2 separate regions of the Canis lupus genome follow, and region 1 is linked to region 2. Evidence: chromatin contacts called from public Hi-C data. All regions are on one chromosome and are shown on one strand. Each heading gives the region's core, a stretch centred on a gene start, on an enhancer-like site or on the middle of the called end of the contact. The rest is flanking DNA. Distances are from core to core; before and after follow the strand shown.

What was found. A called contact is a pair of places that touch in the nucleus more often than the background predicts.
Region 1: a contact with region 2 is called in a Hi-C map of blood, with 4 times the contacts expected there. The contact joins the enhancer-like site here to the promoter of CITED2 in region 2. A contact is called at or near these places in 3 of 9 Hi-C or Micro-C datasets (amygdala and blood).

Annotation. Positions count from the first base shown.
Region 1 is chr1:32,177,319-32,182,643 of UU_Cfam_GSD_1.0, reverse strand. No RefSeq gene overlaps it. Among named protein-coding and RNA genes, the nearest start is that of CITED2, 420 kb to the right of the region's middle. Within about 2 kb of position 3,598, at least 1 of the 20 cell types and tissues checked has an H3K27ac peak or open chromatin away from gene starts, as enhancers often do. A contact at or near this core is called in blood, where this site is marked.
Region 2 is chr1:31,754,175-31,760,107 of UU_Cfam_GSD_1.0, reverse strand. It overlaps CITED2 (cbp/p300-interacting transactivator 2), which reads left to right and starts at 3,894. Exons shown (of 2, transcript XM_038525583.1): 1 at 3,894-4,149; 2 at 4,624-5,933. The coding sequence starts at 4,632. The coding sequence ends at 5,474.

The sequences.
Region 1 (5,325 bases), core at 2,349-4,848, 420 kb before region 2:
CTACTCTTCAGATTGTCGTTAGCATTGAATTAGAAATCTTGAAGAGTAGAATAGAGCCAAATTCCCTAATTTGTTCTGTTTGAGAATAGGTCAAGAGTCTAATCATACACATATAAAATCCTGCCAAGAGCTAAAGGAAGGGTCCCATAAACTTACTTTCCAAACACACACTCTTTTAAATATCAAAGCTCTAATTTTAGTGTTTTATAAATGGTTAGGAAGCTTTTAAGTGACTTCCTTTTAATATCATAAACAATTCTGCTAATGTATGAATCGAGGAGTAAAAAAATAAATAAGTGCACACAATACCCTCGTATGGGGAGGGAATGGTGAAGATGGAACATCCACATGAAAAAAAACCAGCATTCACTATTTCTCCCAAAAAAATCTTGAGAAATTCTACTTTTGAGAGGAAAACACAGATGTGATTATAAGTAGTCGAAATTATACTTTAAAAATAGTTTTTAAAACATATATTTTTATTCATGGCAAAAGAAAGTTAAGACTAAGTGGAAAAGAGATTTATACCTGCTTGAAGCAATTTTATAAACTCCCACAGCAACCAAAAAGAAAGTGCTCATGAACAGAGTTAAGCTGGATCATATATAGGCTCAAAAGTCTTAGTAAAACAAAAGAACCCATTAGAGAAATGAAAACCTAAATAAAGTTTAAAAATGTTTGAAAGTAGAGATTAAAAAATGAAAACAATGTGACAAATCAGAAAAATTATCTTTGTACAATGTTACCAATGTGTTGAGGACTTATTAATATCATTATTATTATTTTAATATATAAAGAGAATTACCATAGACTTAACAAGAGATAAACTCTGGAATCAGACTACTTAGGTTCAAATCCCAGTTCTACTCTTCTCTGGCTATGTGATCTTTGGGTGTTGACCTAACTACTCTGTATCATTTCTCATCTGTATAGTGAAGACTCTCATAAAGCCAACCTGAGGATCAATTGAGTTAATACTTGGAAAACACCGTGCCAGGCCCACTGTCAATGTTTCATAAGCCTTTTTATGCTTACTCTTACACTTCCATCTTGGTGCACATAGAGTTCAGTATATAGTTCTTAGATCAGGCATACTAGGCTCATACGATCCACTAGAAAATAAAGAAGCCATACTCCTACTTATGTGTATCTCTCAACACATAACACCACACATTGTAGTGTGGCCTTGTGTCCTTCAAATTGGATTGATGTCATAGGAATGAGAACAAGGCACAGGCCCATTTTCTTTGTTTTTCAAAGACCAAACTTACATAACTATGTTTCACAAGTTTCAAATGCGATTCCTTGAATTTCAACAAGAATTTTCTTTTTTAAAAGGTATTTTAGGAGAGCCTGGGTGGCTCAGTCAGCTAAGCGTCTGCCTTCGGCTCAGGTCATCGTGATCCCAGAGTCTTGGAGTCTCAGGATGGAGCCCCACATCAGGTTTCCCACTCAGGGGAGTCTGCTTCTCCCTCTGCCCCTACCTCTGTTCATACTCTCTCTCTCTCTCACTTTCTCTCTCACACACAAATAAATAAATACAATCTTTAAAGAAAGTAAATAAACGGTATTTTATGGAATAAAATCTGACTGGTTTATTCCCTGATCGCCATTTCTGAAGCTCCTCTGCCAAGACAACATCACCAGTCAATGAGAAAATGTGTCAGCAGGGGGCTTCTCTTCTTTTTCCAGAGGGTCTGTGATGTTTGTTTTTCAACAGAAACTGAGCTCTAAAGTAAACACAAGTTTTTATTTCAGAGTAAATGTTTTCAAGTTCTGCAGCACTTTTGTTTTCTGAGAATGTCAATTTTATGTTGGTTCCCAAGTTGATAGAAAAAGAAATAAATCATTTAAAGAACACATTTATTTCTTGCAACAAAACGGTCCAAGGAAATAGTCAAAATGTTCAGTAAAGCAAGGCATTTTCTAAATAAATGAAAACTTCACAAGCTAAATACTGAGTACATGTATGCCTGCATGCCCACAGAAAAAAAGACAGAAAGAAAGAATAAATAAATCATGCCAGCTTTTAAATAAAAAGTACCATGGCATTATACATCTCTATAAAAATGGTAAAACAAAAACAGAAACAGATTTAGTCTCTGTTTCCCCAAAACCTTGGTATGCATTTGTGTTCCTTCTTCTGAAAAAAGGGAACTTGAAATTCAACATGAAACATGGTTGTGCTCAAATTCTGCAAAACATACTTATTAGTTAAGTTCGAAAATGTTGTCCTTAGTAGGAGATTCAGAAACATGTGGGAAGCAAGCCCTTCTAATTATTGATAGTGATCCTGTTTGTTAGTTTACATGTTAATTTAACCACTGCTTCTAAGAACCAGAGACATAAGACCGGGCTGGACCCGTTATATCACAAACTGTCATTCATATATCCCTTCAAGTCTCTACAAAGCTGCCTGCAAGTTGAAGTTTTAATGAACACAGTTTAAAGAGCCACAAAATCAAGTGGAAGGTTGGCAACCATCTGTTGAATTTGTGCTCCATAGATAGACAATCCCCACCATTTAGAAACTGGAGTGGATTGTTTTGCCCTGAATGGTGTGAATTTCCTCTCCAGGCAGTCCAAAAGCACAGATAATGACCACGTTGTACTGGAGAGGCCTGGCCTAAGAGCTTGGAGACCAGAAATAAAATCATACATTGTATTCCTTCTTGAGGAGGTCAACTTGCTTTATGCACACTATCTAATCAATTCTCAAAGCATTCCATTGAAATGAGGGAGAGGCAGCTACAATATTCGCTTTACAGATGGATAACCTGAGGCTCTGAAAGGTTAAGCAGTTTTCCAAGGTCAGGAAAGGCCATTTCCACACAACCACAATTACCTGTGCAGTGTCGGCAAAAAGCAACAGACACAGACTGCGAATGGCTTCACTCAAATGGACGTGCAGTACCTGACTGACTCTGGAAAAATGAGGACCGGGCCAGAATTCTTCTCAGAAGCTGGCCTATATGCCCAGATTCACCAGATGATTGACAATTTTCTATTCAACTTGAAACTGGAAAGAGCTAAGCCAGGGAGAGAACAGGAATGAGGTCACAGATCTGCTATTTATAGGATATCAGCCACCACACTCAGCAAGGTGAATACTGAATGTAATTTTCTTTCTCCAACTCCATACAGAGAAACTATTTTCAGAAAAGGAAATTATAGAATTTAATAATATTTCTTGTGACATGGTGATTTGCTTTGTGATGGTCTCAGTAACGTTTACCACATATTCATCTGGGCTTATTGACCATAAATAAAAATTCAGTCACATTCTTTCTTGCTCCACAGATTTTTTTTTTTTTAGTAAGGCAATAAAGAGTCCATGGGTTTTTATTTTTCTCCCCCTCACCTGCAAAACATTCATTGAATTTGCAAAGTTATAACAAAACAGAACGCCAGTGTGGATGAAGAAAACACAACATGGCCTTTTATGAGGTAAGGAATCTAATGCAATCTGATGTGCTTGTTTAGCTGCAAGAGTTAATTCCTGTGAAAAATACTCTTCTGCACATTTCCTTCGGCTGAGCGTGGTCTGAGGCTTGTGAAGGCTTCAGACAGTGAGCAGAGGCGGGCCGGAAGCCACCGGTTCTTTTGATGTAGATTGATGCATGACAGTAGCCCCTGTGCTAAATATCAAGTTCTCTTTCTCTCCTGCATTTTTCCCAAATCATGAAAAGAGATTCCTTCAGCCCAAATACACAGATAATAGTCCTCGAGCACACCAAAAGTTGAAGATAAAAATGCCTCGTGTTTTCTGTGACCCACCAACCGTAACCAAAACTAAGCCAGCAAGCTGAAACCGAGAGGCCTGAGTGAGATTCAAGATGGGAAATAAAAGGCAAAGAAACTAGGGAGGACACTGCCCCTGAAGTATCTCTAAGCTTCTAATTTGGAAAAGACTGAAGGAGGATGAGGCACTGAGGAGCCTCTACCTTTCCTCCAGGGAAAAGCCTCTGGGACCAGGGCTAGAGAGCCCTGAGCATCCCAGCCAGCCTGGAGCTCCTCCTGCTGAGGCCGACCTGCTGCCAGGACCCTGCAGCTGGTGCCACAATGACCCCATAAGGGGCTGTCACCCTGGTATGGGGGCGGCAACCACCTAAGAAAATCTTGTTCAGCATGCAAATTGCCAGGCTTAGGAAAACTGACGTTGATGTGGGCAATTTGAAGAAGGTCTCAGGAATCTGCATTATAACCAGAAGCTCCAAAAACCCCAGGACCACACCTGGAGGCTGAGAAATATATTAATCATATCACCTGGAAGGTGTTTCCAGAAACTGCTGCCACACCCAGGAAGCCAGAACCCTGCATTTGGTAGACACGAGGACTAATCTATTTAATGGGTAATTACACATAAAGGCCTGAGAACAAACCTAAAAGATGTCATTCAAGGCCTCTTTTCACCCACAAAATGAGACAGAGATTACATTTATTTAAACAGTCATGGTTGCAGCTGTTGATTGGAATTGACAGTTGATTTTACAAGACAACATTTACAAAAAAAAAAAAAAAAGAAAGAAAGAAGAAAGAAAGAAAGAAATGTAAAGAAAATAAAAGAAAGAAGAGAAGAAAAGAAAAAAGAAGAAAGAAAGAAGAAAAGAAAAGAAAAGAAAAGAAAAGAAAAGAAAAGAAAAGAAAAGAAAAGAAAAGAAAAAGAAAAGAGATCATTCTGGGACATTTCAACCCTACTATCCATCTTTTTTATATGTAAGAGCTTCTTCTACAGCAGCATGCTGGATTGTGTGTGTGTGTGTGTGTGTGTGTGTGTGTATTTCTTCCTCTGACCAGTATCTTCAGTGCCTTGCCCTTCCCCCACCTCACCATATGCCAGTCTTTCTTCCTGTGCCCTCACTGTCTCCTTTGTCTCATTTGACAGCCCCCCTTTGTCCTCCTTTTCCCATCATCCAGCTATTGTCGATACAATCAAGCTTACAAAGAGGATTGCTCATCCCGGAGACTGTTAACCAATTTAGGGAGAAGAGAACAAGAATCACCAAAATCATAATTCGACGTTTGTTAACATTTTAGAATTTAACAGCCTGCCCACATTGTGTCATCAACATTCACAGATCAAACGGACTGAGGGGGTATCAATCTCCCCAAGGAAGGCATTGGTATTGAGAGTTATTTGTGACCTGTTCAAGGCCACGCTGTGGGGAAAAGGCAAAGCCTGAACTTGGACCGAAACGTTCAGTTTTGCCCACGCCATCTGGGAGAAGGACAGTTCCTGGCACTACTCAGATTTCTGATATTATTGAAGTGTTCCAGTTTGAAACCAGGTTTAAAAAAATTGATTACATAAAACTGCTGGACCGT
Region 2 (5,933 bases), core at 2,645-5,144:
TGTCTCTCATGAATAAATAAATCTTAAAAAAAAATCCTTCATTTAGTTTTCCTCAATATCTCTGATATATTTCCTTCCTTCCTTCCTTCCTTCCTTCCTTCCTTCCTTCCTTCCTTCCTTCCTTCCTTCCTTCATCTATTTAGGAAAAGACTAATCATGCTAGGACTTATTTTAGACACTGAATGAACAAACAGGCAAGGTCTTCACTCTTCTGGGGCTGCCGTTTTAGGAGGGGGAGAGACAGCAAAAAATTCAATATGCAGCACATCATGTGGGGACAAATGCTAAAAGGAAAAATGGAACAGTGTAAGAAAGCAAACGGGGATATTGCTATTTGGGTAGGACAGTCAAAAAGACCTCACTGAGGTAGCGACTGAACAGAAACATGAAGGAATGAATGTAGGTTGGCAGGATATCTGGGAAGAGAGTTCCAGGAAACATCTTTTTTTTTCCCCCCCACAGTGGCAGGGGTCTTGTGTTATTCAACTCCTCCTCTACTGTTACAGGTTGAATTGGGTCACTCCAAAAAAAAAGATATGCTGGAATCCTAACCCCGAGTACCTCTGAGTGTGACCTTATCTAGAGATAGGGTCTAAGTAGAAGTAATCGAGTTAAAGAGAGGTCACCAGGCTAGGCCCTAATCCAATATAACTGCTGTCCTTATAAAAAGGGAAATTTTATACAGAGATAGGCACATAGGAAAACACCAGGTGGAGATAAAGGCAGAGACGGGGTGACGCAGGTACAAGCAAAGGAACACCAAAGATGGCCAGCGAATGACCAACTCTGGGAGACAGAAATGGAGTAGATTCTCCCTCAGAATCTACTCATAGGCCTCAGAACCACATAGCCCTCAGAACCAGCCCTACCCACACCTTGAAATCGGAATTCTAGCCTCCAGAACTGTGACAATAAATTCCTGTTCTTTAAGCCTCAGTGGTGTATACGAAGTTCGTAGCTGTCTATTGCTGTGAAGGTCACACGTAGACCACTGCCTTGCCTCGTTCAGAAGGGGTTTATCTTTACATGGGCCTCTGGGTACTCCTAGATGACTATAACCACCCCTTAACCGGATACCTTGCTTCCAGGCTTACTTTCCAATCCATTCTACACAGTTCTGTTCTGATCTCTCTAAAATGAAAATGTGATCATCTCTCTGGTTCACAAACCTTCACCTGCTTCTCTTTGTAGGATACAATCCAAGTTTCTCACCTCGGGAACCAAAGACAACATGGTCCGGCCGGATTTGCCTCTCCAACCTTGCTTCTCTTATCTCTGCCCCCTGCTCTGGTGGCCTAACTTGGACTGGGGCCTCAGTTTAGTTACCACCTACACAAGGAAGCCTTCTGAAGGCCCCTAAGGCAGGTTAGATTGTCCCTCCTGTGTATTTTCAGAAGTCTGTGTGTGGAATGCTGTTGTTGCATTCATTACAGTGGCCCAAGGCCTGTTTGTCCATCTCCTCTTTTTGAACATGAGTTCCTTTATTGGTTGTTTCTCTGGGCACTAGGAAAGTGCCTGGCTCTTGGGAAACATTCACTGGACAGATGAATAAATGAACAGAACATGCCGTGTTTTAACCAGCTGGTCCCAGAACTAAATTTTTTTTTTTCCCTTTAAGGAGGTGGGGGACGGGGAGGTGACCTTTCCAGAGATTTCCCAATAGCATGTGGAACCAGTGGAGTTGGATGGAACTGCACCTTTCCTTAATGGTTGCAAGAAAAATTTAGATTAGACACTCAAGAGCTGGTCCTTGTGTCGCAAGACACTGCAGTAGAAGGAAGGGAAGTAAACAATCCCTCCGAGTCTAAGGTTGACCAGTATTTTGGAGCTTATTTTTTGATAGGCAGTGGCACTTTGAAGTTTATTCCCAGGCTCTGATTCTGTAACTTCAAGTCCCTGACCTACAGGTAAAAGTGGTGGGTGGACAGGAGAGGAGGGGATTACTGCAACCAACAATGCAATGTGTCCTGTGCACGAGTCTCCAAAAAGTAAATATTTTTGAGGTTTAAAAATTACTGCACACACACACATAACAAAAGAAATAATTGCACCCACAGTTATAAATGCTGAAGAGCTGGGAAAAAGAAAGAGAGGAAGACATTAACAATGTTTAAATATAGATCTATTAAATAAAGTATATTTGCATATTAGGCATATATCTCTATATAATCTAACTAGAGGAAGACAGAGGGGCAAGAGGTTAACGTAATCAGGATTCGCTCTCTTTTGCAAAATTCCTGCAAGGGTAAATGTATCAGAATTTCCAAGCCTCAAAAAATAGGGCCTAAAAAAAGTCTTGTGAGCACGAAGGGAGAAAAGGAGGAGTGGAGGGCGGGGGACTGGCTCTTCGCAGCAGGAAGTCCTCAATGGCTATCGAGTTATGAAGAAACAACTCTGAACAGAAGTCCTTATTCGGAGCGCTAAACTCGCTTTTGCCACATAAAGAGCAATATAAAAGCTCGGAGCAGCGTCACCACGGTGTTGGGGAAACAGCTCGGCTTCCCCAAGTGAGAAAGCAGGAGAGCTCCGACCGGGTAGGAGCCCAGACCGGCGTAAGGGGTTTTATTTGCAAGTCAATGAGCCAAATGGACGCCCGGGCTACTTGTGCCGCGTCCTGGGAAGCAAGGTTACGATTATCGCCTATTGCCCCGCTGAACAATTTCCCTGAAAAGGGAAGAGTCCCAGCAGTGTGTGCGCGCGCGGTGCCATACGGGACGTGCAGCTACGTGCCCACCTCCAGAACGACTTTATTTACAAAGCGATTACCATGTTATCTATTTGTTTTCCTTTTCCAGCAACAGCAGCTTTACTCAGCCCTCGAATTTCTTAATTACAAACCCGTTCGCTTCTAAATCAACCCCAAATCGTCAGGCAGAGCCCGGAGGGAGGCTGTGCAAGTTTGCACACACCCCCACCCCCCGGATCAAGGGCAACAGCAGAAGCAAGAAACTGTGTATGTGCAAAAAGGTGGATCTGGGGACGAGGATCGCTGAGTTTGTTTACAGAGCAGAGACGCCTCAGCTCGGATGCCAAAGCTACCAAGAGCTGCAAACGCAAACTTAGCAGAAGCACACGTACCCCGGGAGCGGCGAGCGGGCCCGAAAGCGCGGACCGGACTCCCCGGCGCGGGAGCCGAGGCGGCCGGGCCCGCGAACGCGCTCCGTCCACCTGCAGCCGCTGCCGCTCCCCGCCCCCAGCTCCTGTCCTTGAAAGGAGTGGGGCGGGGGGGGGGGGGGGGGAAACGCGTATACACGCAGAAATATCTAGATCAGGTTTACCTAGTGCCCCTGTAAAAGCACAAAGGCGCAGCCCGGGAAAGTGCGTTCGGGGAAGGGGCATTATGTGTCCGGGGATTTAAAACCCCACTCGGAAAAACACAGCCATTCTTTGCAACCCGGGAGCGTGTGTGTGTGTGTGCGTGTGTTTGGGGGGGGGGGCGGGGGTTGCAAAGCCGGGGAGGCAGAAGGGCACTGTGGAGGAATGGGGCGCTGAGCGAACCCCCCTTTCCCCATAGAAGGCGCCTGAGATCGCTAGGAGAGCCGAGCGGGAGAGCTGGGGGCGGGGGATCCGACCAGAGGGGAGCGGTGCGGTTGTCCTCGCTCCTCGCTCCTCGCAGGGCAGGCGCTGCGCCGGGGCTGGGGGGCGTCCAGGGGCACTTCCTCCCTGCCCCGGGCACAGCCGCGCGGGGCCCCCCGTGCGTGCGGCGGGAAGAAAGCACAGCCCCGCGGCAGCGAGGCGGCGCCCGGGCCCGCAGCCTCTGCGCACGTGCCTCCGGCCGCGGGGACGCGGCTCGCCCACCCGGTCCGGCGTGCCCGGGGCTCCGCAGTCCGCGTTTTGCCGCCGCCCGCCCGGGAGGCTCTCGCTCCGCCCTTCCTGAAACCCTTATATTAACTGTGGCCAAAGCCCTAAGAAACACAGCTCATTGTTGGCAGCTGCCGGGCGGCCTTACCGAGCTGTGAGGGCAGCGGAGGGGAAATAAAAGGGAACGGCTCCGATTCTGCCCCAGCGGCCGCTGCAGGACCTCGGTGCCGACGTCGCGACAGCGAGCGCCCTGCACACCGGGAAGGCCCCCTCTATGTGCTGCTGAGCCGGTCCTGGACCCGACGATCCCGCCCTCGGTCTTTGGAGCAGAAATCGCCAAGACGGAAGGTAAGCGCGGCGGGCGACGCTGGCTGGGGCGCCTGCCAGCCCCGTCCTCCGAGGGCTGGGTTTGCCCGGAGGAAGAGCGCGAGGCGGAGCTGGGGAATAACAACAGGATGTGCAACAACAGGATGAGGAGGGCTGATTTAATGCCTGAAGTTCGCGGCGGGGCTACGGGGCACTTCCTTTATGAGGCGACTTCGGGGAGCAGAGGGGGGTGTGGGCCCGGGTCCGCCCGCCCGAGCGCCGGGGAAGGGGCTGTTTGTTCGGCGCCCGGCTCTGGGGTGGGTGGCAGGTCCCCCGCCGCGGCGGGCCCGGCTGCACAGGCTACCGGCCGGATCCCGGGGAGAGCGAGTGGCGAGGGGTTGCGCAGCCGACGTGCGTGCGGGCAGCCTGGGGGGCAGAGGCGCGGAAGAGCGGGGTGCGCCGTGGTGGGCGGCACGTGTGGCGCGGGTGCTAACCGCCTGCCCTTTTCGCTTCCAGGACTGGAAATGGCAGACCATATGATGGCCATGAACCACGGGCGCTTCCCCGACGGCACCAACGGGCTGCACCACCACCCTGCCCATCGCATGGGCATGGGGCAGTTCCCGAGCCCCCATCACCACCAGCAGCAGCAGCCGCAGCACGCCTTCAACGCCCTGATGGGCGAGCACATACACTACGGCGCGGGCAGCATGAACGCCACGAGCGGCATCAGGCACGCGATGGGGCCGGGGACTGTGAACGGAGGGCACCCCCCGAGCGCGCTGGCCCCCGCGGCCAGGTTTAACAACTCCCAGTTCATGGGCCCCCCGGTGGCCAGCCAGGGAGGCTCCCTGCCGGCCAGCATGCAGCTGCAGAAGCTCAACAACCAGTATTTCAACCATCACCCCTACCCCCACAACCACTACATGCCGGATTTGCACCCTGCTGCGGGCCACCAGATGAACGGGACAAACCAGCACTTCCGAGATTGCAACCCCAAGCACAGCGGCGGCAGCAGCACCCCCGGCGGCTCGGGCGGCGGCAGCACCCCGGGCGGCTGCGGCAGCACCCCGGGCGGCTCCGGCGGCACCTCGGGCGGCGGCGCGGGCAGCGGCAACGGCGGCGGCGGCAGCGGCGGCGGCAGCGGCGGCAACATGCCCGCCTCCGTGGCCCACGTCCCTGCTGCAATGCTGCCGCCCAATGTCATAGACACTGATTTCATCGACGAGGAAGTGCTTATGTCCTTAGTGATAGAAATGGGTTTGGACCGCATCAAGGAGCTGCCCGAACTCTGGCTGGGGCAGAACGAGTTTGATTTCATGACGGACTTCGTGTGCAAACAGCAGCCCAGCAGAGTAAGCTGTTGACTTGCTCGAAACCACCCCGGCCAGAAGAAATCAAACACCCCCGCCCCCACCCCCAACTTCGGTGTGAATTAAAAAAACATTCCCTTAGACACAGTATCTCGCTTTTCAGATCTTGAAAGGTTTGAGAACTTGGAGACAAAGTAAAACTATAAACTTGTACAAATTGGTTTAAAAGAAATTTGCTGCCACTCTTTTTTTTTTTTTTTTTTCTGTTTTTGTTTCGTTTTTGTAGCCTTGACATTCACCTCCCTTATGTAGTTGAAATAATCTAGCTAACTTGGTCTTTTTTGTTGTTTGTGTTTACTCCTTATTTCCTCACTTTCTCCAGTGCTCAACTGTTAGATATTAATCTTGGCAAACTGCTTAATCTTGTGGATTTTGTAGATGGTTTCAAATGACTGAACTGCATTCAGATTTACGAGTGAGAGGAAAAATTGCATTAGTTGGTTGCATGAACTT